Linked DNA regions of Mus musculus: all the other regions are linked to region 1. A link is a contact called in public HiCAR-type, HiChIP or PLAC-seq and promoter capture Hi-C data. All regions are on one chromosome and are shown on one strand. The core of a region is the stretch at or near the end of the contact, and the rest is flanking DNA. Distances in the headings are between cores, read along the strand shown. Region 1 holds the start of Ttk (Ttk protein kinase). Region 2 holds the start of Prss35 (protease, serine 35). Region 3 holds the start of A330041J22Rik (RIKEN cDNA A330041J22 gene). Region 4 overlaps Me1 (malic enzyme 1, NADP(+)-dependent, cytosolic). Region 5 holds the start of Rwdd2a (RWD domain containing 2A). Region 6 holds the start of Dop1a (DOP1 leucine zipper like protein A). Region 7 holds the start of Tpbg (trophoblast glycoprotein).

What was found. Promoter capture Hi-C pulls out the DNA fragments that hold promoters and counts their contacts. HiCAR-type assays count read pairs that join an accessible place to other places. HiChIP or PLAC-seq counts read pairs in DNA pulled down with a chosen protein or histone mark. Capture Hi-C pulls out chosen DNA fragments and counts their contacts.
Region 2: a HiCAR-type map of astrocytes shows a contact between it and region 1, with 8 times the contacts expected there. The contact joins the promoter of Prss35 here to the promoter of Ttk in region 1. A contact is called at or near these places in 1 of 39 promoter capture datasets (cranial neural crest) and 1 of 115 datasets of contacts at active chromatin or transcription factors (astrocytes).
Region 3: a contact with region 1 is called in a promoter capture Hi-C map of adipose tissue, with 4 times the contacts expected there. The contact joins the promoter of A330041J22Rik here to the promoter of Ttk in region 1. A contact is called at or near these places in 2 of 39 promoter capture datasets (cranial neural crest and liver), 1 of 115 datasets of contacts at active chromatin or transcription factors (astrocytes) and 1 of 9 other capture datasets (adipose tissue).
Region 4: a contact with region 1 is called in a promoter capture Hi-C map of hippocampal neurons, with 4 times the contacts expected there. The contact joins the enhancer-like site here to the promoter of Ttk in region 1. A contact is called at or near these places in 4 of 39 promoter capture datasets (the 3T3-L1 cell line, the C10 cell line, hippocampal neurons and 1 more), 1 of 115 datasets of contacts at active chromatin or transcription factors (astrocytes) and 1 of 9 other capture datasets (liver).
Region 5: a contact with region 1 is called in a promoter capture Hi-C map of adipose tissue, with 8 times the contacts expected there. The contact joins the promoter of Rwdd2a here to the promoter of Ttk in region 1. A contact is called at or near these places in 3 of 39 promoter capture datasets (erythroid cells, neutrophils and pre-B cells), 1 of 484 Hi-C or Micro-C datasets (CD4 T cells), 3 of 115 datasets of contacts at active chromatin or transcription factors (astrocytes, large pre-B cells and pro-B cells) and 2 of 9 other capture datasets (adipose tissue and liver).
Region 6: a promoter capture Hi-C map of pre-B cells shows a contact between it and region 1. The contact joins the promoter of Dop1a here to the promoter of Ttk in region 1. A contact is called at or near these places in 16 of 39 promoter capture datasets (the 3T3-L1 cell line, the C10 cell line, the HPC-7 cell line and 12 more), 2 of 484 Hi-C or Micro-C datasets (CD4 T cells and regulatory T cells), 6 of 115 datasets of contacts at active chromatin or transcription factors (astrocytes, embryonic forebrain, forebrain and 3 more) and 2 of 9 other capture datasets (adipose tissue and liver).
Region 7: a contact with region 1 is called in an H3K4me3 HiChIP or PLAC-seq map of embryonic forebrain, with 5 times the contacts expected there. The contact joins the promoter of Tpbg here to the promoter of Ttk in region 1. A contact is called at or near these places in 2 of 39 promoter capture datasets (cranial neural crest and hippocampal neurons) and 4 of 115 datasets of contacts at active chromatin or transcription factors (astrocytes, embryonic forebrain, embryonic stem cells and 1 more).

Annotation. Positions count from the first base shown.
Region 1 is chr9:83,832,167-83,836,536 of GRCm38.p6, forward strand. It overlaps Ttk (Ttk protein kinase), which reads left to right and starts at 2,523. Exons shown (of 22, transcript NM_009445.2): 1 at 2,523-2,593; 2 at 3,605-3,758. The coding sequence starts at 3,623.
Region 2 is chr9:86,741,458-86,745,827 of GRCm38.p6, forward strand. It overlaps Prss35 (protease, serine 35), which reads left to right and starts at 2,176. Exons shown (of 2, transcript NM_178738.3): 1 at 2,176-2,349.
Region 3 is chr9:86,692,964-86,697,333 of GRCm38.p6, forward strand. It overlaps A330041J22Rik (RIKEN cDNA A330041J22 gene), which reads left to right and starts at 2,479. Exons shown (of 3, transcript NR_045835.1): 1 at 2,479-2,739. Me1 (malic enzyme 1, NADP(+)-dependent, cytosolic) reads right to left here and starts at 2,951. Exons shown (of 14, transcript NM_008615.2): 1 at 2,710-2,951. The coding sequence starts at 2,787.
Region 4 is chr9:86,622,118-86,626,487 of GRCm38.p6, forward strand. The region is part of intron 6 of Me1 (malic enzyme 1, NADP(+)-dependent, cytosolic); the gene reads right to left. Among named protein-coding and RNA genes, the nearest start is that of Rwdd2a, 52 kb to the left of the region's middle. Within about 2 kb of position 2,069, at least 73 of the 459 cell types and tissues checked have an H3K27ac peak or open chromatin away from gene starts, as enhancers often do. A contact at or near this core is called in hippocampal neurons, where this site is marked.
Region 5 is chr9:86,569,898-86,574,267 of GRCm38.p6, forward strand. It overlaps Rwdd2a (RWD domain containing 2A), which reads left to right and starts at 2,091. Exons shown (of 3, transcript NM_001145969.1): 1 at 2,091-2,160; 2 at 2,940-3,166; 3 at 4,077-4,370. The coding sequence starts at 2,966. Pgm3 (phosphoglucomutase 3) reads right to left here and starts at 1,945. Exons shown (of 13, transcript NM_028352.4): 1 at 1,833-1,945; 2 at 305-510. The coding sequence starts at 508.
Region 6 is chr9:86,464,858-86,469,227 of GRCm38.p6, forward strand. Dop1a (DOP1 leucine zipper like protein A) reads left to right here and starts at 2,297. Exons shown (of 39, transcript NM_177208.3): 1 at 2,297-2,439. Ube2cbp (ubiquitin-conjugating enzyme E2C binding protein) reads right to left here and starts at 59. Exons shown (of 10, transcript NM_027394.2): 1 at 1-59.
Region 7 is chr9:85,841,069-85,845,438 of GRCm38.p6, forward strand. It overlaps Tpbg (trophoblast glycoprotein), which reads left to right and starts at 1,784. Exons shown (of 2, transcript NM_001164792.1): 1 at 1,784-1,887; 2 at 2,583-4,370. The coding sequence starts at 2,912. The coding sequence ends at 4,192. LOC115487186 (a long non-coding RNA gene) reads right to left here and starts at 2,612. Exons shown (of 2, transcript XR_003948199.1): 1 at 2,530-2,612; 2 at 274-2,147.

The sequences.
Region 1 (4,370 bases), core at 1,273-3,772:
TTTTGCTTGCATTCTGAATCCCTCTTTGCACTGATCACCTGCTCTTCACGTCCACTCTTTTGCTCAGCAGCAGCAATTACTTTTTTGTTTGCTTGTTGGTTTTTACTTGTTTGTCATTTTCCTCTTGTTTTTAGTGCTTTCTTTAGGCTTTTAATAACAGTATTGATATATGTTTTGGATCACATACATTATTCCGGTGTGTATACTCATTGTAGATTCAGAATTACTCTATCAGAAGAATTTTCTTGACTATCTTGTATTCTAGTTATGATACTTGTGATAAGCCATCCTTCCTATCTTTTCATCTTTATTTTCCCTTCATAATGAATAATACTTTTGGTGGATGTAAAATTTGTCAGGGCCAGCTTTTTTTTTTTTAAAGTATTCTGAAATAGGTTTTGCATTTTACATCATTTCTGACAGGTCGTCTGTTGTCGTCTTCATGGTTGTCTTCCTATGTGTAACTAACTGTCTTTTATCCTTCAGCTGTTTTGAAGACCTTTCTCTTCATAACCAGTTTTAAACAACTTAATTACGTTCCTATAATACAATCATAAATTGTGGAGGGATTCTCCATGTCGTTCAGTCTGTTGTTGTTGGTTTTTAGTTTTGATCACAGTTGAACAGACTGCCCACTTTTTTCCAGTTTCCCCTCATTTCTTCTAGGAATTCCAGTTGTATGTATATTAGACCACCTTGTTTCACAGTCTGCCACTGCTTTTGTTCACTTTTATCTCCCTGTGTTTAATTTTATGTATTCTAAAATAAAGACTTCTTTTTATTATTTGTAGTTGTGTTTGTGTGTGTGCATCTGTGGTAAATGCACCTGAGTGTGGGTATCTCAGATGCACCAGATTCCCGTTGGAGCTGGAGTCACCAGCGATGGTGAGCACCTGATGTGGGGCTTCTGCAAAAGCAAGAAGTGCTCTTAGCTGCTGAACCATCTCTCCAGCCCTTCATACAGTTTTTAAATTGTGCTTTCAAGCCTAGTGATTTTTTTTCTTTTCCCAGCAAATTATCTTCTAACCCCACATAATGTACTTTCTATTGCATACCTTGCACATTTCATTTCCATACATCTATTTTGCTTTTTCTCACACACTCTGAATTTCTCTTTAACATGTTTATAGAATTCTCTCTTAAGTTTTTGGAGTGCATAAAATACAGCACACATTACTATTTTAATGTCCTAATTAGCCAAATATGTCATCTGTGTCATTTCTGGTCTGTTTTAATTGATCCCTTATTCCCCCTCCCCCTTAATAGTTACATTTTCTTGTTTTCAAAGTCTGGTGATTTTTTTTTCAATTACATAAGAGTGTAACGACAACCCTGTTGAGTTTTCTTGTATTTCTATAAATATTACTGAGCTGTGTTCTAGTCTACAGTTAAATTTCATGAAGATAGTCTGATCTTTTTAAGGTTTGCTTTTCAGCTTTTATGCTTGACCAAAAATACTTTAAAGACTAACTTTGCATTAAACCTTCTGTGTCTATAGGTTCTACATTCATGGATTTACTCAACTGTAGATGAGAAAAAAATATGTTTTTCCTGTGTCTCTATTGAACAACTTGTCAATATTTCTTAAGTAACACTATATAACATCTATTTGTATCACTTCTGTATTCAACTGGGTATTACAAATGATGCATAGACGATAAATTTTAAAGTATTCAGGACGCTGGGAGATTTAAATCACATGCCTTTAACCCCAGCCTGTTCTGCAAAGGGAGTCAGTTCTGTGGCAGCAGTGAATACACACACAGTGAGATTCTGCCTCGAAAACAAAAACAAACTAGCTCCCCTCCCCCACCAAAAGAAAATAAATGTATACAGGAATAGAGCATAGGTTGTGTGTACAATGCCTCTTTATTTAAAGACTTGGAATATCCACAGATTTGGGTATCAGCAATTTGTGACAGAGGGCATCACTTACTGAATGAAGATGAGAGATCTGGCTACTGCTGTAGCTTCTTACACAAAGCAAAACTATCAAGAGTAAACCAGAGCAAAAACACAGCATCTGCGCCATTTCTCGCCCATGAAACCGTTCCCCTGGACCACACAGTCTGCTAGGGGAGCTGGGTACCATTGAGAAAGCCTAGAGAAGCGTTTCTCCTAAGAGCAGCTGAGCTCATAACTGAGACAGCATCACGGGGATGGGGGCGGGGGGGGGGAATGGTTCGGAGAAAGGAGCTCAGCCAGGATGTCCCGACAGGGAGGGGACCAGAATTCTAACAAAGAGAAGGGCGGGTCTTGGGTTGAAGGCGAGGCCAGGGCTCCCTGGAGGGTAGTGCAAGGTCCAGCGGGAGAGCACCAAAGAAAAAGACCCTGACCCCTGACCGTACAGGCGCAGGTCAGCACGGCGAGCGCGTCGGCAGCTGCGGGTAACTCCCCGGGCCGCTTGAAGTGGGTGGGTCCGGCCTCAACGCAGGAGGGGCGGTGCGACGCAAGGAGCCAATCACGGCCCACGCTTCCACGTGGCGAGCCGTAACCAATGAGAGGTAGCGGGGAAGGCAGCGGGGAAATTTCAAACGTGTTTCCGGAGAGGGGTTGGGGTGCTGCTGTTTGGGCTGCAGCTTGGCTTTCAGAGGTGGGTGCATCAGAGCGGGCATGGCAGAGAGGCTGCGGCCGGCGGGAGGCTGCTGGGTGACGAGGGTGGCGGCGAGCGAGCTGGCGCTTGAGCCCCCGGCCAGGCGGGCGGGTACGGCCTGTAGGTCCTGGGCTGCTGGTGGGGGAGCAGGGCCCAGAAGCGGGTGCGCCGTGCGGGTCAGGACTGATTGTGTAACTCTCAAGACCTGCCCCCGTGGGTGGCTGTGAGCTGGGAGGAGGTGGGGAACCCCTTGCTCCCCTCCTTTGGGCCCATTTTTATTGTTAACACTCCGCGGTGGCTCTGAGCTTTAGTTACTGCGTTGTGGAGAATGGCAGACAGAGTGACAGAAAGCCTGCAGACTGTGGGCTATTAACCAACACATTCATGCAGATAACCGGAGCGCCTGGGCTCCAGTACTGTGACAAGTACCTCGATGCTTGCATTAGAAGGATAAAAGCACAAATCAGGGCTTTGTCTGGGACAAACTTCTGAAAGTCGCTTATCTGTAGAAGGATGCAGAATGCGCGCAATGTCAATATTTACTCTGGCAGGGTAGGCGACCAAAGGGACAACTTATTGTCATTACCAAACGGATTCCTTACGTTCCGTAGGTGAAAGAAAGACATTCAGTGAAATGAAGTTTTCAAAGGCGTCAGCTGGACGTGGTGGTGTATCTATGTACAGCTAGTGCTTGGGAGATGTAAGGAGATAAGCTGCAGAATCAGAGAGAGCAAGGCCATCCTAGGCTACTTAACACCCTTACTCAAAACACAAAAGCGTCATGAGAGCATTATCTTCCAGGTTCACACAGTGTAACCTCAATGCTGTTTCATACTGGGAAGAATAGATGTTTTTGGTTCGTTGAAACTTTGTTCTGGTAAATTACAAGCTATGTCCTTGTGGGTTTTGTTGCTCTGGTTTGATTTAGTTGCCACTAACACTTACCTCATAACAGTTACATTTAGATAGATATGTTTACAAAACTAATGTTCTATCTTATTTATTCCAAAGACGAGTTACAATTTAGAAATGGAGGCTGAAGAGTTAATTGGCAGCAGTGTGACGATTGATTCCATCATGAGCAAAATGAGAGATATTAAAAATAAGATAAATGAAGACTGTACTGATGAGCTAAGCTTGTCTAAAATCTGTGCCGATCACACGGGTGAGTTTTTTCTTTGCTTAAAAAAGCAAACAAAAACCTAAAAAAAAAAAAAAAAAAACCGTTGAGAGCCTCCGAGTTGAAGGTGAGCAGTGTTAACCACCTTGTGTGGCCTAATGAAGTTGTTTCTGTTTTTCTCAGTAAGTGATGGTTATCCGTTAAATTGTACTTCATACTTTAACTTCTTTTGTTTGGAAACATTACAAGTGTTTTTTGCTGGAGGGAAACAGGCAGGCAGATAGATACACCAAACTTGGGAATCTGAGGCAGAAAGCTCTCAAGTTTGTAGCCAGTGTGGAAAACATAGTAAGACCCTATCTCAAAAGCTCAAAACAACAAAAAAGAATCCTTCTTGAGTGTGCTCACAGGTAGTTCTCTCAACTCTTTTGTTACTGCCTGCTACCTTTGTTGGCTACTTTGCCTGCTGCTGTGAGCGCGCGCGTACACACACACACACACACACACACACACACACACACACACACACACAGGGTTTTTGGTTTTGACTGTTTTTGCCACAAACTGAGGAAGCCTCACCAATCTTCCTGAAGTTAATTTCTTGTACTCACGTATTCTTTTTATTTTGCGTGTGAATGTTTTATCTCTGTGTGTTTA
Region 2 (4,370 bases), core at 926-3,425, 2.9 Mb after region 1:
TGTCATGCTTCCTACCACGATGATAATCGACTGAATCTCTGAGTCTATAAGCCAGCCCCAATTAAATGTTGTCCTTTATAAGAGTTGCCTTGGTCATGGTGTCTCTTCATAGCAATGGAAACCCTAACTAAGACACTTTCCTACTCTACATTTAACTAAGAAGCATGTTCAGTTCAACAATTAGCACCTGCGCCAAGCGCCACAAAGCATAGCGACGATTTAAAGAATCATACCATTTTATAATCTAATTACTTCAGAACTAACGGCGTGAATCTAGATAAAAATTACCAATGGATTTGAACAGTGTGGGTCAATCTCTTAAAGACAATGCTAAGAGAACAGGAAGCAACAACATGTTATGATCTCATCCTGTTTAGTACTTAGAAATCTGAGAAATTCAGCAATCCACTGAAGATCAAAGTTTTACGGGGCTGTGACATGGCTCAGAGGGTAAAACTGCTTGCCACCAACCAGAGTTCCATCTCTAGGACCTACATGATCCCTAGAAACCATCCTCTGACCTTCATCCATACCTCTTGGCAGTCACGTAACATACACACCCGACAATAAATAAGTGAAATAACAGTAATAAAGGAACCATGTGCTGTGGGTTGCTATGATAATGCTCAACACATAAAACACATTATCAGGACTGAAGACCCGAGTCTAGTCTCCCAGATCCACACTGCAGAATGAAACAGATAACCTCTCTCTACAAGTTGTCTTCTGGCCTCCACCCATGTACCATGGCAAACATGTGCTCCTCATATAACCAACCAACCCACCAACCAACCAACCAACCAATCAATGAATATAGTACAAAGAACCAGTTGTTCCATGATAGACTAGGCCTGTGAACTTATTTGATTCTTTGGTGCTATGAAGGTCAGAACTGACAGAGGTAGTTTATTTTATTTTCCTCTCCCTCTCCCTCTCCCCCTCCCCCCCTCTCTCTCTGTGTTGGGGGGCTATGGAGGTTAGTCAGGGGGCAGTTGTGAGCACAGGCTCTGAGGATGAAACCTTAAGTCTTGGGCATGCTTACGTGAATGCCCCATACACTGGACTACATTCCAAATACAGGACTCGGGGTTTCTTTTCTTTGCTCCAGACCTGCTTCCCAGTAAAAGCTGAAAAAGTAAAGCTTGTTGTGTTTTATAAAAAGGAAAGAAAGAAAGAACCAGGATATGTTTGGTAGAGTGAGGTATGGTGAGGTGGAAGGGGGTGCCTCTGTGGGTCTATACTGAGGCATCCTTTCCCCCTGAGAGACCAGTCACATATATAGTATATGTGTGATATAGTATGGAGTAGAGTTTATTTTGGGCAGGGGGAAGGGAGTTTAGGAGGGAGTAGAGACAGAAAGAGAGAAGGGGGGCAAGGAGAGGAGAAGAGAGGAGGGGAGGGGAGGGGTGGGGAGGGGAGGGGTGGGGAGGGGAGGGGTGGGGAGGGGAGTGGAAGGGAGGAGAGAAGCCAGCCATGAACACGTGGAGAGAGAGAGAGAGGTGGGAGGGGAATGTTGAGAGAAGGGTACAGAGAGGGAAGAGAGCAAGAGGATAAGTAAGGAGGGGGCAAATAGCCCCCCCCTTTTTTTTTTACTGAGTCAGTCATACCTAGCTGTTGCCAGGTAACTGTAGGGCAGAGCCTAGAAGGAATGCTGACAATGCTTTCCTCATACAATCTCCATCCCAAAGGAGTGCCCCATCCCGAGGAGAGAAGAAAGGAACAGAAAGAGTGTGATGGGAATTCTGTGGAGACCGGAGTGGGAGTATGCCAAACTTGGCTCAAAATAAAGCTACAGAAGTGAATCACAGGAGGCTGCACAAGTTGCTCCCTGGGTGTCCCAGTGTCCCAGCGTAGGCTCCTCACCTCTGCCTTTGGCCTTAGATGGAGACTCTTGGGTTGGAGGTAACCATAACCTTTACTCCCTTCGTGCTAATACTGATTAAGTTGGTTTAGGCATGCTGGCCGCTCCTCCTCCTCTTGTTTTTGCTGCTTTGTTTTTAAAACATTGGTTAAAACACGCCCTGGGTGCCTACATTCTTGCGAACCCATTTAGAGTTTTTTTCTAGCTCTTAACCATCGGTGTGCAGCAGGGATGCAGTGGTGTGTAAGCAGGATCCGCCCACCCCTCCCCTCTAAGTCAGCGTCATCGCCCCTTCCCCTCCCATCTCCAGCCACTCAGTGCAGCAGCCCCACTCTCGCCTGGTCCCGGACTCGGGGAAGCTCCGCTGAGAGGACCCTGCACTCTGCTGCCCACTAGGCTCCTGGCACCTTCCGTAGCCAGTGTCTGCATCCACCCGGATCCTTGCTGGGCAGCGCCCCTGGGACGGGAGGATACAGTAAGCATCTCAGGTAAGGATGAACTCACTGCACAGGAGGGCACCCTAGAGGCTGGACCACTCCTGAACAAGGCAGGACCCACAGGAGGAACACAGAAAAGCACTAAAGAAGGGATCACAGGCTGGCTGTTTTTTAGAGATCAACCACCCTTCTTCCATTCTGAATGAGTAACGGCCACTGCAAGGTTAACATCCGAGGAGTGAGTGATGTTTGCATTGGAATACAAATGGAATGCTTTCTGCTTAAACAGTACCAGAGGGGACCCTCTTTATTTTTGTGATTATTAACAGATGTCACTGGAAAAGGTGTAAAAACTTTTCCTGGAAAGAGGTTTGTCTCTTCCCTAAGTTGCTGCCGAAGTACTTTCTGCCTCTGTCTGCCTCATTCTCTCTCTGTCGCCCTGCCCTCTCTCCTCTCCCTTCTGCCTGGGTAGCGAAATGAACAGTGGAAGACCCGTGGGACGAGGAGGTGAGATGAAGTGGAGATCTTGGGCTTGCTTTAAAGGACCAGCCAGGGGTGAGTGGATTGAAAAAATAACCAAGTATTGAGAATTACCAAAGCTGAGTGAAGGGCACATGGAGATTAAATATTTCTCTTGCCTCATCTGTGTGTTGGTGTGTGTGTATGTGTGTCTGACTGTATGTAAGTGTGTGTTAGTATATGTGTAAATATGCATGTGTGTGTACGTGTGTGTATATATGTCTGTGTCTTTCTGTGTGTGTGTGTGTCTGTGTCTGTGTATGGGTGTGTGAGATCTTGAGACCTTTTATAATAATAAGAATTTTTGGAAAGTTGCAGCAACTCCCAAGCCTGATTGATCTGACTTCCATACCATCTTCAATTTGGAAAGTCGCTCTTCAGGGCTGAGGAGATGGTTCAGCAAATAGAAGGCTTTCCTCACACACATGAAGACCTGAGTTTGGATCCCCAGAACCCACAGAAAACCAGAGGAGATAGAATACATCTGAAATCCCAGTGCCCTATAGCAGATGGGGAGAGAACATAGGAGACTCTGTGAAAGCTTCTAGGGGGTTAGCCTGGCATATGACCACACTCAAGGTTGTCTTCTGACTTCCATGGGGTTCCATTTACTCACAAGAACCAAGGCGTGCACACACATGCAGAAAGATGTTGTCTGGTATATCAAGTCTCTTCTTCCCTGTCTTTATTAATTTTTCTGGCTTCTGACATCCCCCCCTCCCCGCCGCCAAGTTCATTTGTACAGAGAATTATAAAAGTCATAACTTGCTGACTGGAGAATTGTGTTTAAGATCTGGTTTATGATTTAGCAGAGAAAATGTTAAAATCCTAGCCAAATAAGAGCCAGGCTAGAAAGTGCCAATCAAACGGTGCATGGGATTTCATTTTAGAGAAGACTCTCATGTGAGACAGTTCTATGTACATTTCTTTTCCACTTTTTTTGCAGATATTTTAAAATATGAGAGCCCTCAGTATGTGCTTGGCTCATCACACGTGAAGCTGCTACTGTGGGTCAACTTTCTCTACTGAATAGACTGCCTTTCTTTCTGTGCCCAATTCTCAAATATCCAACAAATCCATTTTAAATAGAAGCACCGGACTCAGGAATTCTGGAATGCTGGAGCTCCTTCACCTTAGACACGACAGATGGGAAATCTGAATTGGGAACATTAGGAAAGACCAACATCAACTTAGTTTACAAATCATTATTTTATAATTTTACATTTCCCTACAGGTAAACTGATATGTGATTAGCGAAATACACTGTGACTACCAAAGATAATGCATTTATTAACTATTCTTTGCTGAAGATCCAACTTAAAAAAAAAATAAAGCGTAGTCAAGAGTCATGTACGGTGCACCTCATATGCCAGCAAATGAAGGATCACCCTTGGGGTTACCTTAGTTCCATTCACCTCAATTTGATTTACACACAGCGAAACATTTTATAAATTGAGATGTACGTATCCTGCAGAAATAGCAGGAAAAAAAAGAAAAGAAAGGGAGGCTTTAGTTTTTATTGTGATGAGAAACAGAAGTTGTGGGTTACTGTA
Region 3 (4,370 bases), core at 1,229-3,728, 2.9 Mb after region 1:
GACAAAGCTACACAATCAGAACTGCACTAAATAAATAAACAAATAACTGACGAAGTAGTAAGTACAAAATAATATGGAGCACCTTAGTGTATAAGTGTAAGCATTAAATCATAGTGAGAATAAGATAATTAGGAAAGGCTTCCCTAGGGAAATGATTACTAAATCAATTAATATCATTTTAATTTTAGGAGTCACAACAAAAATGAAAAGAAGAAAATCTTCAATATATTTTAAGCTAAAGGCTAAGTTTGGGAGTTAGACACATCTAGGATAGATAGTAAAACATTAATTTACATTCAACATAACAGGAAATAGCACTATAAGGATTTGAATAACAGGAGAATGTGAATAAAATGCTAACTGGTAGATCTCTCTCTCTCTCTCTCTCTCTGTGGTGTGGGGGACACGCACTCTCTTGTGTACATATACAAGTTGTTTGTGGGTGCCTCTAGCTGTGAGCTGCCTGAGATAGGTGCTGAGAACTGAACCCGTGTCCTCTGCAAGAGCAGCAAGCACTCTTAACCACCGAGCCACTTTCCTCAGCAACAAAAGATGTTTTCATCCATACCTAAATGTACGGACATAATACTAACTAAGCATGTCTCGGTCACCCAAAGGTAGGATCGTCAAACTCTTCCTTAGTGTGGCTAAACGAGTATTCCTATAGCGGGTGACAGGCTAGGCTCGTCTGCTAGGAGAAATTTAGAAAGCACTGTTGACTTTAGCATCCCCTTGGAGTCAGGTCATCTCAACATTAAAAAATTAAATTAAATTAAGAATTCTGTCCTAATAACAAAGACAGGGGACTTTTGAGTATATAGCAGATGATGTTAATGCCACAGGCATCACGCTGACCCCAGGGCTGAGTAAGTAAAGTTCCTTCTATTGATTGTCCCAAGATGACCCAGATTTGTAATCCAACTTGATACACTGCAGGTAAAATGTGTGCACACATTAAGACTGTACTTTTCTACCTTTGGTGTAAGATCTTTGTGACAGTATCGTTTCTACAGTGGGTATCAACTGTTACAGGTTAGCAGGAGACTCCAAACCCAGTAAAGTATGCCTTTGCTATGGGATGGGATGGGCTGGCCTGTCTACCCACTCTTAACAAACATTTCAACCTTGACTTAAGAAAATCAAACAGGTTCTGCTACTCGTGTGATCTTGTCAAGGCGACCCATGATTTCGTCATAAGTCAGGACAGGCAGGTAACACGTGAGAGCCACAAGTGGCTTTGTCACACCAAAGTTTACCTTTGTTCTAGTGAAAATAGTCCTCGACCTACAGGATAATAAAATAGGAAGAAAAAAAATTCAAACTAGCAATTACATTGATTTTGAAGGAAAAATAAGTAGGAAACTTAAAATGTTTACACTACATAGCTATAAATAATCAAATAAAGATTTGTAGAAGTCACTACAAAAAAATTACAAACTCGCCGGGCGTGGTGGCGCACGCCTTTAATCCCAGCACTCGGGAGGCAGAGGCAGGCGGATTTCTGAGTTCGAGGCCAGCTTGGTCTACAGAGTGAGTTCCAGGACAGCCAGGGCTACACAGAGAAACCCTGTCTCGAAAAACCAAAAAAAAAAAAAAAAAAAAAAGAGTCATAAAAAAATTACAAACTCAAACTAGCTATAATGCGCAAAATAATCACACGTGTTTAAGTTATTAATAATGAGCACAAGTCACCCATAACATGACTAGAGAGAAATGCTGAGGTACACTTCTTAACGAAAAAGGAGGTTCACTAAAGTGATACCCTAAAAGACTTAACAGGCCTCCATGCTGACACTCATGTCACTCTCCACATACTGAAGAAATAGGAAATCAGATATGCACACACGTGCATGCACATATGTGCGTACGTGCGTGCACGCACGCACACACACACACACACACACACACACACACCATTCTAACAACCACCCACACTATAAAATAAGACCTAGTTACTTACAAAAGCAAACTGATCATTTCTAAAATGTTCTCATTTAGGGGAGATCTTGGGTATAGGGTGGGAGGAGAGATATCACAGCATGAGAAAAGGGAACTCTGATCTGGGGCATACATTGAATTTCCTTGTAATAAGAAAAGAAAAAAAGAGGACTGGTTTAAAAAAAAATAATAACTTTCCAAAAGTCAGAATTTAGAAAGGAAAATAAATGAATAAATAAAATAAATGACTGTACCGCCGTATCATGTAAGTTTTCCCACCTAGGCATGCACGTAGGGTTCAACAAGAAACCACCCACACCATACAACCAATGTCATCCCAGAAGCCAAGAGGCCCTGGAGCCCCCACATCTTGTGGATGGGATCCCAGGCACTCAGAGGCCATCTCTGTTCAAGGCAGGACCGGTAGGACCACTTGTCTCCACAGCAGCCTCCGGTCATTGCCAGTCCAGTCACCTGGACCGGGAAGGCACGTCGCGGCTGAGCTGGCCGCCCGCCTGCCACCCTCACGGAAAACGCTCGATTCCCACACTGGTCCACACTGCCCTTCCCGGGATGGGAAAGGGGCAGACAAAGAAGAGCGGACCACAAGTTACATCGCTCCCCGGGGTCCAGCATCGGGATGCTGAGAGGCGAGGGCGCCGGCTCCGCAGTGGCCTCCCGGGTGGGACGGTCCCCTCGGTGGCACGCAGGTCCCCGCGGCCCAGCGGCCGGCTGCGGGCACAGGGCGGCTCTCGGGGCCGCGGGGCTCACCTTGTTGAGATGCGGGTCCCGCGTCAGCAGGTAGCCGCGCTGGTGGGTGTGTCGGCGGCGGGGGGCTCGGGGCTCCATGGCTGGCACGGTGGCGGGGCGGACGCGGAGTGCGGCGGGCGGCGGCCGTGCGACGGAAGGCCCCGCGGCCGGGGGCGGGCGTGGGTGGCGAGAGGGGGTGGCGAGGCGGGAGGAGCCCGCGCCTAGCCGCCGCCGCCGCGGCCGGGCGGCCCGCGAGAAGCGCTGAGTCACGGCGGCATCGGCCGAGCCGCCGTGCGAGGGGGCGGGGGCGGGGCTCCGGCCAGGCTGGTGAACGCCAAGCGAGAGACCTGGGCCCCGACGGGTGAGGGGCGGGCCGCCTCGCTTCCTCGGCTCGTCCACTGTCCTCCCCTAACCCCAACGTCCTGGGTGCCAGCCATGCCCCCGGGGCCTGATGCAGGAGGGGGATCAACTTTGACCCAGAAAGTCCAGGCCTCGATGGCACTGGGCGAGAGGGCGACTCCCCGCCTGTATCTGAATAGCATAGGAGGGGAATTTCTTTTGAACGCGATAAGAGAAGAGGTGTTAAGAGTACACGGGTCCAGTGATCAGACCTATTGAGCTTAAGAAGGACTCCCCTGAGCGTTCTGGAAACCAAGATGTTCATTTTTGCAAGACTATATGGTTTCTTCTTTGAGGAAAGAGGGTGAGAATAAAAGGTCTTCCAGTATTCAAACCCTGTGGTTGCATTATTGATATTTCTACTTAAAGATTAAAGGACTGGAGAAGTAAGTCCCATGCCACTCAGGGATGTCTGATTAAAACAGAACAGAACAATCAAGCAGCCTTCAGACACCAAAGCCTTTTCTTTTTAGTGTAATCGCATGGCCAGATTCTATGGTATTCGCCTAAACACTGAGGAATGGTTATGGGGTTATATATTGCCTAGATACCTGTGAAATGTTTTCTAATTATTTTACTTTACTCTACCAGTACAACGATAGCTTTTAGGCTATGCTTGAATTCAGAAGTTTCTTTGGCCTGGCTTTTAAATTATCTAGACTCAGTTATTTTATAGAAAGCATTATATTAGCATTGCACAGTTCTTCAAAAACATTTCTTGTACTTAACATGACACCTTTCATTGTGAGTTTTACAACCCATAAATAATTTACCTCATAACATCTGAGAAAGGGGTATACTTTACAAAACTCCCTCTCCTAAATTAGATGAGGCGCATTGCAATTATAATGCTTTGTGTGAGTCAAAAACAGTTTAACAGCAGACCTGGAAGATACAAATTTCCAGGAGAAACCAATTCCAACAGTTTTAGTAGAATGAAGCTTTTATGACTTAAATTTAGAGATGTTGCTTGTCCATTGCTGTGGGACTTAAGGTCTATAGCAAGGATCGCCAATATAGAACAAGCCCAAGGAGCATGTGACCTCTCCCTCCAAGCCAACATTTCAGGAACTCCAGGACCTGTAAAGCTGCTTCCTTTTCCTTGTCTGTTTACTTGTTCTCTGACAGCGCCAGTCATCTTGGATGGTGAGCAGCCCAAGGAGCTATTTTGTATAGTCATACACACTTCCAAAAAAAAGTCTAAAAAGAACCTATTTCCCAAATATTGACTAGAGCACAAACTTTTCAGTCTTTTTAATCATTTGTAGAATTAGATTTTATTG
Region 4 (4,370 bases), core at 819-3,318, 2.8 Mb after region 1:
TAGAGGAATTGCTTTTATTAGTGGCCTGTGAGCATGTCTGTGGGGGACCGTCTTGACTGTTAAATGATGTAGGACAGCCCAGCTCACTGTGGGCAGAAGAAGTTCAAGGCAGTCGGTGTGAACTGTATACAAAAGCTAGCTTGGTATAAGCTGCTTTGTGAGCCAGCAGCCAGCATCCTCAATGGTTCCTTTTGTATTTCTCTGGCTGAGAAATAAGTTCCTTGGTCAGAGGTAATGCTGTGTAGAATAGCAAGTAGGCCTGCCTTGAATCCTGTCTTGACTTCTCTCAATGATGGGCCATGACCTGGAACTGGGAGCCAAATAAACCCTTCCCTCTCCCAGGCTGATTTTGGTAAAGAGTTTTGTGTTTTGTTTTGTTTTGTTTTGTTTCATCACAGCAACACAAATGAAACTAGAATAATGTTTCTATTGATCTTACCACAGAAATTTCAGGGTTTTAATAAGATTACTTGAAGTTTTTACATATGGACTCACCTTTGGATAACATGCCTATGATAGCCTTTGCATGAGTATTAATTTATAATCCAAACTTTCTTCTAACAGCATCATGGATTTAGACCATACAGTTTTAATGATGAAAGTATCTATTTTCTACATTATTTGCCCAACTATATTAGTACCATTTATTTAGTACTCCATCATCTGATACACCATGTGATACAGAAGAGTCAGCTCTTGTTTTTCTGTTTCGCTACACTACTAACAACAGCAAATATGTTTTGCCACTTCGTAAGACATAACGCATACAATTAGTTTTCACAACCACACAATGGACTACCACCATGATTTTCATCTTATAGATATGGACAGATATAAGTATAAGGCGTAAACATGACAACTAGATAGTAATGATTAATGTGCTACTATGTGTATGCATAAAAAATGCATCCTTGCTTTCACCAATACTGCTCTCAAATAACTTTAATATTGAGTATGACTGGTTACACCTTTGTTCTTTCTATAATCTGGCTATTATAATGTTTCTGGGCCACAGCCTATGGAGTCAGAGCTCCCACACTGAAATCTTGGCATCTATACAGATGAATATACTATGTATCTTCAAGTTTTCTGTGCCTGTGTTTTCCCACCAAGAAAGATGAGAATATTGTCCACATCTCTCACATACTTGTTATGTGGGTTGTCTGAAATGATAAGTGTGTTTAGTGCAATGACTAACAATAAGTACTCGATATTCAAGAGTTTCAAAAATATTTAATGGTAGCAAAAGAATCTATTAGCCTTTAATCCCAGCACTTGGGAGGCAGAGGCAGGTGGACTTCTGAGTTCGAGGCCAGCCTGGTCTATAGAGTGAGTTCCAGGACAGCCAGGGCTACACAGAGAAACCCTGTCTCGAAAAACCAAAAAAAAAGAAGCTATTAAATGTGAGATAATGCCCTCAAAGTCTAAGAGAAATTTGAAAACTACTCTTCAGGAATAAGGCTAAAACAAGACAGTTTACATGAAGCGACTGAAGGAACTTCAAAGGTTGTTCTTCACAAAGAAAATAATCCAAATAATAAAAGCTCTTTACCAGTTAATAAACGGAGAAATACATATAAATACAAGCAAATTTTGTCAGATGACATAGTACTGACAGAAGTATGCCTGACAAAGTAAAGCCAACTGATTAGATTTTCAAACTCAGACTCCAGAGCGGTTGTTTGGTGCTGTAGAATCTACTGAGGGCACAAAGGAGGAAAGGCTGAGAGGAAACTGGGAGAGTGCAGACAAATGATGAACAATACAGCTGCACTTACAAGTTTTTCACTTTTCATATCCCAAGGAAGCCCTCCATGAAATTACAAAAATGTTATAAAGAACTGAAAAGAAGCATTTCCATAATTACAAACTGTCACTTTTGAAAATGTCAGCGGAGAAGTAAACTTTGTGGTAGCAACTAAGTGCCCCAAACACAGGTCTCGGGCAGCAGCCACCCGACGGCCGTGATGGCTACTTTCCAACTTTCTTGTTTCCAAGGAGCCTTCCTTCAGAAACCCAAAACTGCACGTCGTTGGACAATGCCCTGGTGTGTCATATTCTGGGGAATAGCGGCGGCAGATGCTCTGTCATTATGCTCAGAAGCAGCAGCCTGTGGTCTGTGAGGAGCATCAGAGCCTTCTCAACTCTATTCCGGGATCTACTACTTACTCAGTCTGGTGGTTTGGGGCTTGTTACAGTTTCTCTGTGGTTGAAATGGAGTCCCTCCGGTGTGGTTTGCCTTCGTGTTCAGGACATGGTGTAGTGAAGCTATAAATCTACAGGGTTTCCACCGTGCCATCTGGGGAGAGTCCTAGGTAGTAAATCGGCACACAGGGCACCTTATCATTTTCATGCGCCTGTTTTAGACTCATCCTCAGGAAGATGCCACACACTCATTTTAATTTTGTGACATTTCCTACCTGGTAGTTAGCTCTGATCAGTCCTAGAGATTTAGAAAGAGGCTTTCAGGATTCATCTTGCAATGGGTATCCTACACCATGGAATAAAGAGAACGTCCCAGAAGGGACGCTTTGTTCTAGCTTCAAGTTGCTAGATGCCAAGAAATCAGGAGCAATGGAATGCTTAGGAATTAGCCAATCTACCTCTACGTAACTGTGAAAAGAACCTACTATTTTATAATCAAAATTTGGCATAAAATAGCAGGTATATATAGTTTGAAAAGCTAACAAAAATACCCCAAAACGGACATGTAAAACTTCTGGAGCTTGTGTTCTCTGTGGTGTGTTAAGTCTGGAAACCACCTTACTTCAGTGAGTAATGGCTGTGGCCAGAACTGACTAAGCACCAGATGGTATGGTCCACATTTCAGAGGGATTATATAATTTAATTCTCTCAGCAATTCAGCAAGGAAGGCACTGTCATTACATTTTACAGATGTAGAAGCTAGAGTTCCTTATGACTAAAGACCGAGCATTTAGTGAGCTCACACTGCTTGTGCGGTTAGATCTGGGCTGACGGTAGGCCATGGGAACTCACGTGTTGGGCAAGCACTCTGACATTGAGCTACACCCAGAACTTTATCACGAAATCAGCAAGATTGCATCTGTATGCATTCAACACACCAGGCATCTGCAAGATGACATCTGTATGCATTCAACACACCAGGCATCTCAAAACCAGGCATACGTGGACAAACACTGATGAAAACAGTAGTCTTTCTTTGATCTTAAGACACTGAGGGGTCGTGTAACTGACTTGATCGTGCACGCTCTTTCTGAACGGCAGGGTAAAATCATGTTGTAGGATGTGCTACGTGTATGGCACTACACAGTGTCCAAGAGCTACGGTGCTTCATATCGGATTAATTCCTTGGGGGTGGGGAGATTTATTCCAAATGACTCATTTTGATAATATATTAAGGAAGATACTTTATAAATATAGCAGCAAACAGAAATATAAATTTTGCCCTTAAAATGCTGACTGGGAAATAGACTCTTTAGATAGACAAAGCACATGAGCAGAACAAACCTTAAAAGAGGTTTAGATTAAAAGCAATCAATGAGGCTGAGAATATTTCAGTGTAAAGAAGCTAAGTACTTCCTTAGGCAGCAGGCATGGGTCCTGGGCTTTAAAATCCAGGTTAAGTCAAACTCAATAGCACACAGAGAGCCCAGTAAAGGCTTTAGGGAAACCAGTCATCAAGCAAGGGAGACTTAAGTGTGGCCTTGGGGAAGACTCAAGTCAGGTCATCAGGTTTGGTGGGGAGGGCCTTTCTTTGCTGAGCCACTCCAGACCGGTTGTAATCTGAAATCTACCGTTCATCTTCTGAACTCCTTCAAAGTAGTATTATTAGCATCTGCTAGCACAGATCTGGGACCCTCACCCCCCATTTATTCTTTGTTCACTTCTAACTTGAGTCTTAGCTGGAAAAGGATGCTTGCAAGTTATCCTCTGACCTCCACACATGCACTGCACCAAAAGTACACCCCTCCTCAATACAAAAAAGTCAATAAATAAAAGGTAATAACGTTCAGTTTCAGATTGAGTAGTCTTGAATGCTAGCATGGGTGATCCGAGTTCTCTCCGGCCATGCACCTTCACATCCCATGCACCCTGGTATGTAAGAAGAGCCCAGCTCACTTCTTACACACTCACCAGGAAATGCCTCTAGTTGCAGCTCTCTGTTTGTTTCACAGGTAGATAGTCCTGTCACTGTCTTACCATTCCTTCAACAATACTATAACTGTTACTTCTTGATGCTTCTGTGTAAGCAGAGCAGTATAAAAGACTACATTGTAACTATCCACTGTGTCCTTCCTGCATCCACTTTCAATCATCCGTGTATCTCCTCTTAAGGCTTCAGTAGCAGAATGCCTTCCTCACTGAGAACATGTTACATTAAATCTTAA
Region 5 (4,370 bases), core at 841-3,340, 2.7 Mb after region 1:
GGGAAGGAAGGAGGGAGGAAGGGAGGAAGGGAGGGAGGGAGGGAGGGAGGGAGGGAGGGAGGGAGGGAGGGAGGGAGGGAAAGAATGTGTGCGCCCGCCTTTAATCCCAGCACTTGGGAGGCAGAGGCAGGCAGATTTCTGAGTTCGAGACCAGCCTGGTCTACAGAGTGAGTTCCAGGACAGCCAGGGCTATACAGAGAAACCCTGTCTCGAAAATCCAAAAAAAAAAAAAGTGTGTGGACTTCAGTTCAAGATTCTTAGACACTATAGCTTAGTCTTGTAAATAAAGACAGCACCTTGTTACCTCAGGGTTATGTGAGGCCGTAACCATGACTCCAATGGTAGATCTTGTTTGCTTTGACCGCAGGACAGCTAGCAATCCCATTCGAAACATGATATGATCGAGATGCTGGGCATTGGTCCGAAATCCAGCAGTCCCATACTGAAGAATGAGCCCCTGGGGCTTGGCATGGAGTGCCGAGCGCTTACACACAGCCTCCAGATCCATGCCTACAAGAGTAAGAAATAAAAGAAGGGAAAGCTTTCAAGTACTGCTTGGTAAACTGCCAACTCAATGTAGCACATTTGTTTCAATGGGACCCTCTCCAGAGAACCACTTTTGGGAAGGCAGGGAAGAGAAAAGGAGACCCTGGAGTTAAAATTACCCAGAAGCCCCTGCCTAAACCATACCCTCCAGGACAGACTCGGGAGAGACACCAGCCACTGTCCACTCCTATTCCACTCTGTCTTCAGGATGAACTGTCCTAAAGTAATGCCATCACACCATCATTTTATGTTACAGAAGGGTCAACTCCCGGTGTGGGCCTCGGTTAATCATATAAAGTCTGGTGTGCGGCCAGTGAAAGGCTGAGGCTGAAGGTCAGAAACCTGGAATCCGTGTGGCTCTTTTGCTGTTCCTCTCAAGCTAGAAAGAAACAGTCCCAAAAGAAAAACAATGGACAGTCATTTCCTCTGGTCTGAGACCCAACCCCACCCCCACCCCCATCAGCTAGGCCATCTCACAGAAGCCTCACCAATCTCCATAAAGACAGGCATGGCAGCCTTCTAAAGTAACATCAAAAACAACTAACATCTACCATGCTACTTCCAACCTGTCATTTAAAAACAAGTGAGTGTGGGATACCTCCAATTCATTCAACTCGGGTTTTCCACTTCGGCCAGCGGTGTATTTGCAGAGCCACAAACTGTACTTCCTGGGTCAGCTCTATCCTAGTTTGCCCAGAGAGGGGGTGCTGTCCCTCCGCTAACAGCCACACCTCCTCGCTTTATTGTCCTTCCTTGCTTCTATACACAACACTACCAGAAGTGTGGGGAAATGTTTGCTTTTCTCCGGTTAGTAAAATAGATCATTCCCAAGCTACTTTAGTTATCAAACTTTTGTCCACAAGGACGAATATAATTTTGTAAAAAAAAAAAAAAATGACCCGTTGGTAATGTATCCCTATTATTCATAGGGGCGTCAACCACTCCTACGAAATTCAGAACTCTCAAAGGAAAATCACAGTCATAGAACAACGGCATGCTTCCACCCTTTAATGCATTTGGAGTTCTCGAACTAATTTCGATTAGGTATGGCAATGTTTATTAAAAGCCCTAACAGTGTTTGCTTCTTTCATTCAAACTGCCACCCTTGGGGATGCATCCTGCTCCGAGCTACTGATTGACTCGCGGCTCCGCGCACTACAGCGCGAGGACCTCAGGCACCTGGGCCGCGCGCAGCGTTGGATAGGTAGGTCCGGCAGTCATGCCCCAGCCTCAGCTGCCGATGAACCCCCACCCACAGCGGCCCGGCATTCTCCACGCCCGCTCACCTAGATCTGGAGCAAGAACGTTCTCTCCACAGGCGAGACGCGGCCGCGCAGTGCGCACCAAACCAACTCTCTCAGACCTCGCAGACGTGGCCCAGCTTTGCTTCCGGCCCGACGCCCCGCCCACACCAATCACAGCCCGGAAGGGCCGCTGAACCCGCCCCTGCACCACCAAGCCCCGCCCCGACCAATCGCGGCGGGTTGGTGTCTGTGGCCCCGCCCTATGCGCCAAGCCCCGCCCCCCAGCCGTCCGCGCGCTGCTCGCGCCCGCGGAACTGCGGCTGCGGTTCGGAGCGGGTTCGGGGCTGCTTGGCTTGAGTGATCTGAAAGGGTGAGGCTAAGGCGGCTAAGGCGGGCCGAAGGTTAGCTCCCGGGGTGGACAGCTGCGCCTTTCAGCCTGGGCCTCAGGGTCCCGGGTCCCTAAAGAACGGGAGCGTTGACGTCCCTCCGACCACCGAGATCACCTCCCAGCCCAGCCCCTGCCAGGCGAGGTCAGCGTCATCCCCGCGGGTCTTCACCCGCTTAGCCCTAGGCGTCACTTTATTAAGTGGAAATGGCTGAGACCCCTCCTCCCAGCCCCTGGCTCTGCGGTGGCGTCCCTATGCACCTGCGCGAGATGCTGCACCCCACTGCGGTCCGGGGAGGCTGTCCTCCGAGGGGGCCTGCGGATGGGGGCTGGCGGCGGGGATGACCTAGAGCCCTCCCCTCCGCACTGCAGGCATCCTTCCTAGCTGCGCAGGCTTGAGATCCAAGTGGGATTCCCGGGCCGGTCCCTGGTTTTCCCGGGATTGAGGCTGACCAGGAATACAGGTGTTTGCAACCACCGGCCACGAAATCTGTCACCCGAGCACCTGTTGAAAGCGCAGACTCCAGAATGGCCGGCAAGGGTGGGAAGGAGAGACAAGGATTCTGGGGTTTGAGGGAGCATTTTAAAGGATGTTGTGCGTACTAGATTGGGGGGGGGGGGCTAGGAGAGAAATCTAAAGTGTATGGATGCGTGCCCGTAGCTCTCTACAAACAGCGGGACTGCCTCTTAGAAAAGGGACCTTGGGAAAATTTCCTGGACACCAGTCGTCATTTACAACCCCATTATTTCTGGGCCTTTTCCAGGTTTCCAAGCCGGCTGATTTGGAGACATGTCAGGGTCAGTAAAAGAAAGCCTTCAGCTTCAGCTGCTGGAGATGGAAATGCTGTTTTCTATGTTTCCTAATCAAGGAGAAGTAAAACTCGAAGATGTAAACGCCCTAACAAACATAAAGAGGTATCTGGAAGGCACCAGGGAGGCGCTCCCACCCAACATCGAATTTGTCATCACGCTCCAAATTGAGGAGCCCAAGGTGGGTGCTTTCATTGGTCCTAAGTGTTTCTGGGTGCCTATCGTGTTTTGCTTTTAATGTGTATGCGTGTTTCCCCCTCATGTATGTCTGTTCATCATGTGCATGCAGTGCCCCCTGGAGGCCAGAACTGCATGTGGGAACCTAGAATTGGACCCTGATCCTCTGGAAGAGCAGCCAGTGCTCTTAATGGCATAGCCCCAGGTATCCACTTGTTAACTGGAAAACCCAAAGCATGAGCTTCCTGTCCAGGTAACAAATAGACAATTTCAAATCCCAGGATGCGTTTGGAAGGAAAATGTACCAAACATGAGATGGTCCATAAATTCAGACAGACTTTAATGAAGTTAATGAGTGTTTAGGATTTCATCGGTTTTCAATGACACTGAATGTGCATAGTAACTACACATACAAAACCTAAATGTTAAATATAAACTTACCTCCTTGCTCTGGACCCTTTAGTCCTAGGAACATTAGCAGAGCAGGTACCATGTGGACTGGACATTTAGAAGAATGTTTTCGCTCTCCCCTACGAAGCCTTCAGTTGTCCTTCCCTCAGACCATTTTATCTCCTTAATTACACACTTCAGTGGAACCTTGAACTTCTCCCACAGTAGATTCTGCCTCTCAAATTGAAATGAAATTCTTGCTATGTGTGAGCATGGTCTCCCTCAGGAAGCTCCGGTCTGAGGCAGGAATCTTGTCTGACTTCATCACTTCCTGTTCCAGCACAGGACACCCAGCACACGTCGCTGGTCGGCGGTGGTTAGGAAAGCTGACTGCATACGTTGTTCAGTGGCAGGCAGGCCCTTGAGAGTCTCCATGACTGTTCCTATCGTAATCGTGCAGTTGCCATGATAAACTAGCTCGTGTGATTTCTCAGTATTTAAATCTATGTCGTTTTTATTTTAAGGTGACCATTGATTTGCAAGTAACCATGCCTCACAACTACCCATACGTGGCTCTGCAGCTGTTTGGACGGTCACCTGAGCTTGACAGACAACAGCAGCTGCTGCTTAACCAAGCTCTCAGTGCTTATCTCGGGACTTTCGACCCAGGTGAGTTGTGTGTCTGTGCAGCCATCCAGTGGCTGCAGGACAACAGCGCATCCTACTTCCTCACCAGAAAGCTGTCGGACGAGCCATCCGTACAGGCGAAGCCAGTCAAGAACACATTCCTCCGCATGTGGATCTATAGCCACCACATA
Region 6 (4,370 bases), core at 1,047-3,546, 2.6 Mb after region 1:
CTAGAACCCGGACAGGGTGGGAGCACGTGCGGCCGTAGCAGGCGGCTGGCTCCCAGGCCAAGGTAGCGCGAAGGGATCCGGCGGCGGCCGTCTGTCGGCTAGAGCGCCACCTACCGGGAAGAGAGCGCACTGCCGAGGCGCCGACCTTGCCCCAGTGGCCGCTCTAGTAGGACAGGTGCGACCCAGAGAGCAGAGCTGACCTCCACTGGAAGGATGTTGGATGGGCTTGACTATGACTACGAGCATTTCTTTCCCTGAAATGAACAGAAAGCTCAGTTTGGGCCAGGGGAAGCTCTTCTCTGGATAGTTGAGTAGGATGAGGTAGATAATGGAGCAGAAGCTGTACAGGTGGTACTTCCCATAGGTCCAGAGCCCCAAAGCCCACTTTATCGGAGTCTCCTTTATTTGAACTAGAACAGTTTATTAGCTTCCGTATGATGTATCCAAAAATATCCACAATTGATTGGCCATTACATTTCGCGCTAGATATGGTACTTCCAAGACTGAAACAGTTGCAAAAACCAGTGTAACCACTAAAAGACTGGTGGACTTGTATCTTGACTGACCATTCATGTAACTTTTGAGAAGCTAAAAGGAAATGAGTAATTTCTGATATACATTCCCACTATACTGCAGAAATAAAAGAAGTCATAACTTAATTGCTCCTACAAGATACATTTCGAAAGTTTGATGCAGTAAAAGATCTAGTGTGGTATAAACAAATATATCAGGCCATAGGATTTCAGTTGGACACCTTTTAAGAATGGAAAGCTGTTATTTAAAACATAGCTTGTATAATGGGGATTGTCTTAGTTAAGGTTGCTTTTGCTGTGATGAAGCAACAGTACCAAAGGCATTTGGGGAGGAAAGCATGTGTTCAGCTTACACTTCTATACCACTGTTCATCATTGAGGGATGTCAGGACAGGAACCCAAACAGGGCAGAAACCGAGAGGGGGAGCTGATGCAGAAGCTATGGGAGGGTGAGTTTACTGGCTTGCTCCCATGGTTTCACTGAACCTGCTTCCCCATAGAACCGAGGATCACCGACCCAGGCAGGGATAGCACCACCCAACATAGGCTAGGCCCTCCTAGGTCAATCACTATTTTAAAAAACGAGTTACAGTTAGGTCTTATGGAAGCATTTTCTCAATTGAGGTTCCCTCCTTTCAGAAGACTCTATCTTGTGTCAAGTTGACATAAAACTAGCCAGGACTGAAATCCTGTTTATTGATGTTCCATTTCATAATTTCATAGTTATAATTATCTGACATTGAACAAACTGGAAGCATTTCTAAATAGGTTTAATCCAAAGAGGATGGCGTATATCTGCAACCCCAGCATTTAGGAGACTGAGGCAGGATTGCTGAAAGTTCAAGGTCAGTTTGGGCTATGTGAGTACAGGGCCGTCTAGAGCTATGTGGCAAGACTGTCTCAAAACAAAAACTGGTCTTAAGTATACTGAAAATGTGATTTCAGATAACTTTTCTAATATCAACCTTTGAGGTGTTTTAAAGTTTATCATGTTGCTATATAAATTCCTGTTTCATTCCAACAATTTGAGATCATAAGAGGGAATAATAGCTTTAAAAAGTAAAAGCTTTGGGATGGAGGGTTGGCTTTGTGGTTAAGAGCACTTGGTTGCTGTTTCACAGGACTGGGAAGCTAGGTTTATAGCACTCATAATTGCTTGCAACTTCAGAGCATCTGACCTCTTTTTCTGGGCTCCATGCATGCACACACATACCTGTGGCACTCCCATATAAAATATAAGTAAATAATTTTTGAAAAAAAGCAAAGGTAACTACTATTTGGTGGCAACTCATTTATTTGAAGGACAATTGTTCTCTTATACTTTTAACACAGAATATTACTTAAATTTTGGCAATACTTAATATTGACACCTAGCAAAATACACAGCGTCCTCAGATTAGCGTGCTCCTCATATATGGTTTAAAACTAGAACACGCAAAAACACTTGTAAAGACAACAACCCTTTCGAATACGCGTTTGAAAGACGGCTAGATACAAAAAAAAGTGCTAAACTGGCTCTCGGTTTCACACAAACTGTGCCTGAAATGACGCGCATAAAGTGCTGGTGGATCCAGATGATCGTACTTAAATAATACTTCAAAACTGTTTTCAATTCCCCCATTCCATCAAAATGATGGTTCGCTGGCTCCTTGCTCACACCTTTCCCGCCTTCCCTCCGCCGTCTCTCCGGTCGCCCGCACGAGGGCGCTGTGGCGCCGGCTAGCCGTGGCCGCCGAGCAGCGGACGGGGACGGGGGCGGGGACGGAGGCCGCCGACGTCGACGCCGGCGTGGGCGCGCGCGGTGCACGCTGGTAGCTGTCACTAGGCCCTGGGCTGGCGGCCTTCGTGCGGCTGCCGCGGTTGCCAAGAGAGCGGCGCCAGCGGGGAGCAGCAGAGCCCGCGGCAGGTAACAGCGTCCCCGCCCCCGGCGCGGTCGCGCGGCGAGACGCGGCACGGTTCGGGCGAGCGTCTCCGGGCTTGGCCTGCGGTGGTGGCGTCGGGGTGTCACCGCCCGGCCCCCACCTGAGCCCGCCTCTGGGTGGAGGGAAACGGGCCCTGACCTGCCCGGGGCGAGCGGTGGGACCCGGGGCCTGTCCGCCCGTGGCCTTCGGCGGGCAGAGCCGGCACGGGGCTGAGGGGTGGTGTCACCTGGGCGCGGGTGCCCGGCGCCTTTGTTGGAGGCTTCCCGGCACCCCGTTGCCTCGCCAGCCCGGTGGGTCCCTTTTAGGATCGAGGCGACACCGAGGCCCGCCGATGTGCCGGTGCAGAGGGTTGGGAAGCAGAGCCAAGTTCACCAAGAGGAAGCCGAGCTAGCACACGGAAGTTGTTAACAGTCCTCACCTTTGATTTCCAAGGCTTTGAAAGTTGCCCCATCGCTGTACTTAACCTCACCCTCATCCTGTTGAGGAGGGAATAGCACGCAACTGTACTTTCTCCTCCCCAAGCAAATTGTGTCTTGTTAATTCTTATATTATCTCGGAGTTCTGTGGAGTTGAAGAAAACTCAGATTTAGAGATTGTAGTCAACAAACACATTTTTTTTTCTTCTCTTTTTTTTTTTTTTTTTTTTTTGATCGGAAAAATACAGGAGTCAACCTCATTTAGTAGCTCGCAACTATAGGGTCAAAACTTTTCATTCTGGAGATGATAGCCCCATATGTAGGTGTTAAGGTCTTGCCACTTTGAGGTTAGTTGTATTCGTATTAGCATGGCGTCGCTATGTGCTAGGCTATGTGCTAAGTAAGTCACAGGATTATCAATCCCTTGGTTCGTTGAGCTGACAGAAATTATAGCCCAGGTAGTCTGAATTCCTTGTTGTAATGGTTACTTCTAATTAAACTTTGTCATTCCTCAGAACTGCTAAAAGCAACCCCCTTTTGGGGACCCAATTTTTAATAAAGAATTTTTAAAACTGAAGGAAACATAGACCAAAAATGTGACACCATGACCCAAAGGTTAAATTTAATTGCTTTCCCATCTGTTGTGAAGAGCCCTACTTTGTAATTCCAATAGTAGAAACAACTGTAGCCTGGGGCTTGAGGGCTAAGGTTCAAAGCTCTGTTTTTGCTGCTAACTGGGTATGATCTCTCTACCCCTCAGTTACTGTCTGTATTCTGGTGTCTAGTTTTGTTGTTTTGTTTTAGTGGTACTGCGATTCCTTGTGCATGCTTAGTTAGATTCTACCACAAGCCTGTGCTCCCACTGTAAACTTTTTTTCTTGGGGTGCTGGGAAGGAATGAAACCTTGGGCCTGGCACATGAACAGCCTCAGGGATTTGAAGAGCTCATGATTTTCAAAATTGCTATTTCCCATCAAGACTGTACTAAAGCAATAGTTTACTTCCCTTAAACAGTGTTCCATGTCAAATCATGTGGCAACACACTAGATTTAACCAACCTTAACTTTTGTTTGTTTGGAGATCAAACCTGAGGTATTTCCAATACAAGGCAAACACTCTACCACCAAGCCACACCTCCTTCCCCCAAGTTTAACTTTGGTTTGCTTGTGAAGGCAGCTCCTCAAAGACTTCATGCTATGCTTGCATGCATATAATTTCCAAAGGAAGGTTTAAATAACATTTCCCAAATTTAACTAACCAGAGAGCCCAGTTTGTTTCTTTCCTTTCCTTTCCTTTCCTTTCCTTTTTGTTTTTTGTTTGTTTGTTTGTTTTTGTTTTTTGTTTTCCTCGAGACAGGGCTTCTCTGTATAGCTCTGGCTGTCCTGGAACTCACTTTGTAGACCAGGCTGACCTCAAACTCTGAAATCCACCTGCCTCTGCCTCCCGAGTGCTGGGACTAAAAACATGCGCCACCACGCCCAGCTGAGAGCCCAGTTTCTA
Region 7 (4,370 bases), core at 534-3,033, 2.0 Mb after region 1:
TAGGCAAGTAGAAAACATTTGACCCCAGATCACACTAGCTCATAGTCTTTTTTGTTTGTTTGTTTGCTTGCTTGTTTGGCAAGCTGAACAGGAAGGATTCAGGACGATCGTCCCAATGCTACAGTGTATCTTGCCTCTGAGGTATATGTTGAGATGAGATGAGAATACTTTTTTTTTTTTTTTTTTTTTTTTAATGCTAAAAAGCTAGGTCACAAGAGCACTTGCTCTTTTGACAGAACCATTTAAGACCACACCAGAAGATCAGAAAAATTCTTCCCGTGCCATTTACTTTACTACAAACGTAGGCAGTAAAATTGCCCTTTTCGGCGTACAGTCTTACGAGTTTTAGCACGTGTATGGGTTTACATAACCATCGTCATGATTGCCATACATATGACTTCAGCTTCTGAGTCGGTTTTTTTTTCCCCTCAAAGCTTTTCACATTTATACTGCAAAACACTTTTAAAAATAAGAGAAAGGGATTTAGATAAATGTGCTGAAGATGCAAATTAATGAAACTGTCTTTTTGCACAAATCTCTGCAGTCTCCAGGCTCTGCAGCTTTTTTTCCTGGGCCATTTTGGCTGGTGTTTCTGTGGACTATCTTTCCACAGAAAGAAACAGCCATAGACTCAGAATTGGACCGCCACAGTCATGATGCATGTTGTGGGGAACAATCCCCGGCTTCCTTAACTTGATACTTTTATTATACTGGGTCTTCTTTTTCCCAGCCTTATCTCTCCTATCGTTTCTCTCTCTAAAATGAAATAGTCTGTAATCACCCACACCTTTTAACTTGGGGAAAATTTGACTGAGGAAAAGCAGATAAGACTTTTTGAGAGAGCAATGAGAGGGCGTTCGGGACTCCAACTCTCTCCAGACTTAATGACATTGGTCCTATAAGCATTCCAGTCGTTTCCCTAATCCATCATCCGGCGCCTGCCAGCGCCCCCTGGGAGACAGACTTTGGGACAAACTTCTTTCCCAGGTCAGCCCGCCCACCTCCCGCCGCGAGCGCTCCCTGCGTAAGTGACTTGTGCTGACACAACGCACCGCATCTGGTGTAGGGAGCTTTCCGGGTGACTCACGTCTTTGCAATTTGCTTTTGTTTCTGGGGTGTTTTAGCTGCAATTTTCTTCCCTCTGGTTTTAATTTTGAGAGGAGGGGGGAAAAAACCACCCATAATGAATCAAGAATGAGTGTCCTTTCCAGTAACCCTCCCCCACTTTAAAGTTGACTGTCTTTACAAGTTTGATAACTACCCTAGACGTGCGGGGGCGGCACAGGTAGGAAGGCATTAACTAACTACCTCATAAACTGAAGTTGCCAGCCAAACCGAGCCACGAGAGAGGAGACTTTCTGAATCTCCCTCACAACCCAGGCGTTTGCCGCGGCGGATGTAACCTGTGCAGCTCCTTCTTCTACTGCTGCTTTGCTCACGCTTAAATCCCTCTCCTCACTGCCAGCGGTGCCAGAAGCAGCGTGAATTCCAAGAGGTCCACCAGCGGTTTTGTTTCTGTCCGAGGTAAATACGCTATGCAAAATACGGAACCACCAAAGGATGCCGGGGAGGGGGAACAGAAGGGGAATCCCTCACCTTCTCGGGATGCGTTGCTCATTTATCTCCGCCTAGGGGAGTCGCCCAGCCTAGGTTGCCCCTCGTATCCCTCCCTGAAGCCCCTACCTGGGGCAGCAGAGGTGGCCAGCGCGGCGGCGATCTCTCCTGCAGCCCTGGCCCTCCCCCGCCCCCCGGCTTGGTTTTTCCCAGCCGTGGAGGTTGGGCCAGGGGCTGGGGTTGAGAGGAGAGTCGGCGCCCGCAGCAGGAGCTGGGAAGGCGCGTGGACTCGGGTGGCCCTCGGAGTTGGCTTTGCAGGCGCGGGGTGCGGAGGTGAGCAGTGGGGACCGAGCGGCCAGGTTTGGAGCCTGGAGGCGGGACCAGGGTTCCTTTCTATACTAGGGCGTGAAGAGAGCCGGGGGGGGGGGGGTCCTGGCTGCCACACCGCCCACGGTCCCACGGCCGCTTTGTTGGCGGGTTCCCTCCGTTTTTCTGGAGATGTCTGGATCCTCTCGGGATCGGGGAGCTGGGTGGCCAGGAACTGGGGAGTCGAGAGTAGGCGACAGCTGTACGGCTCTGCTCCCCTTTTCACACTAATCCAAGGAGGTACCAAAAAAAAAAAAAAGCTCTTAAGAGTCCCGTAACCCGAAACTTCGCTCTCATCCCAAGGTGGGAGGGGGAGGAGCGGCGGGGGCGGGGACCCCGGAAGGCAGGTGGTCGGCCGGGGCGGTAGGAGCTGGGATCCGGAAAAAGGAGAAGTTTGCTCGCTGGACACCGCGGGGTCTGCGTGAAGTTCTAGGCGGGAGGAGGGCAATCCGGGCAGGAGCCAGGCGGGAGGTGGCCCGGGTCCTGATGGTGTGGGCCCGGAAGAGGTAGGCTTAGCGCCTGGGAGTGGGGACCGCGTCCCACTAGGGAGGAAGGACGCACACAGAAGCTTGGGCCGGGTTGCTAGTGTGGGGACTACTTGGTTCGTACTCGGGGAGCTGCGGCCGTCACTCCTCCTCACGCTTCTCTCCCGCTTGTCCCAGGTCGCTCATCCGATCCTGCCCTGAGAGAGGCGCCAACAAAGGAGTTGAGGAGGTGCCACCCACCCCAGCTGCGGCGGGAGGAGGAGCGCCAAGGCCCGTGTCCCGACCCGCCGTGCGTACTCACTGGAGGGAAGGGCGGGGTGCCGCTCCGGGAGGGGGACGCCCGGTGGCTCGGGGTTAGCCAAGTTCCAGCTTTTGGCGTCCCCTCCTCTGCTCCCACGCGAGGAAAGTTTGCCGTCGACGCTTGCGGCCGGCTCGCGCCCGCCGGGCCCAGGCGGTCGAGTCTTCGGAGCGGGCGCTGTCCCAGCTCCGGGGAACCGCGAGCCGCGATGCCTGGGGCGGGCTCCCGGGGCCCCTCCGCCGGGGACGGACGGCTGAGGTTGGCAAGGCTGGCGCTAGTGCTGCTGGGTTGGGTCTCCGCGTCGGCCCCCAGCTCTTCGGTACCCTCGTCTTCCACCTCCCCGGCAGCCTTCCTGGCCTCGGGGTCTGCGCAGCCTCCGCCAGCCGAGAGATGCCCCGCGGCGTGCGAGTGCTCCGAGGCGGCGCGCACGGTTAAGTGCGTGAACCGCAACCTGCTGGAGGTGCCGGCGGATCTACCGCCTTACGTGCGCAACCTTTTCCTTACCGGCAACCAGATGACCGTGCTCCCGGCGGGCGCCTTCGCCCGCCAGCCGCCGCTCGCCGACCTGGAGGCGCTCAACCTCAGCGGCAACCACCTGAAGGAAGTGTGTGCAGGTGCCTTCGAGCATCTGCCGGGTCTGCGCCGGCTTGACCTCAGCCACAACCCTCTCACCAACCTCAGCGCCTTCGCCTTTGCGGGCAGCAACGCCAGCGTCTCGGCCCCCAGCCCCCTGGAGGAGCTGATCCTGAATCACATCGTGCCCCCTGAGGATCAGAGGCAGAACGGGAGCTTCGAGGGTATGGTGGCCTTCGAAGGCATGGTGGCAGCAGCTCTGCGCTCAGGCCTTGCACTCCGAGGTCTTACACGCCTGGAGCTAGCCAGCAATCACTTTCTTTTCCTGCCTCGGGACTTACTAGCCCAACTGCCGAGTCTCAGATACCTGGACCTCAGGAACAATTCCCTGGTGAGCCTGACCTACGCATCCTTCCGCAACCTGACACACCTCGAAAGCCTCCACTTGGAGGACAATGCCCTCAAGGTCCTTCACAACTCCACCTTGGCTGAGTGGCACGGCCTGGCTCATGTCAAGGTGTTCCTGGACAACAATCCCTGGGTTTGCGACTGCTACATGGCTGACATGGTGGCTTGGCTTAAAGAGACAGAGGTGGTGCCAGATAAAGCCAGGCTTACCTGCGCATTCCCGGAGAAAATGAGGAATCGTGGCCTCTTAGACCTCAACAGCTCTGACCTGGACTGTGACGCTGTCCTTCCCCAATCCCTGCAGACTTCCTATGTCTTCCTAGGTATTGTTTTAGCTCTGATAGGCGCTATTTTCCTCCTCGTTTTGTATTTGAACCGTAAAGGCATAAAAAAGTGGATGCATAACATCAGAGATGCCTGCAGGGATCACATGGAAGGGTATCATTACAGATACGAAATCAATGCGGACCCCAGATTAACAAATCTTAGTTCCAACTCGGATGTCTGAGAAACCGGACCCGTCAAGGAGGACTCTGCATGAGGTGTAGACTTAAGGGTTTTTTTTTCCCCTTTACTAGGCTTGCTCCACTTCCACACTTCACCGTAGACACTATTGACTTTGATCCTTGTTATGTAAAATCCCGGTGTGTTCTGTTAATGTAAGGACATGAACAACTGCACATGTT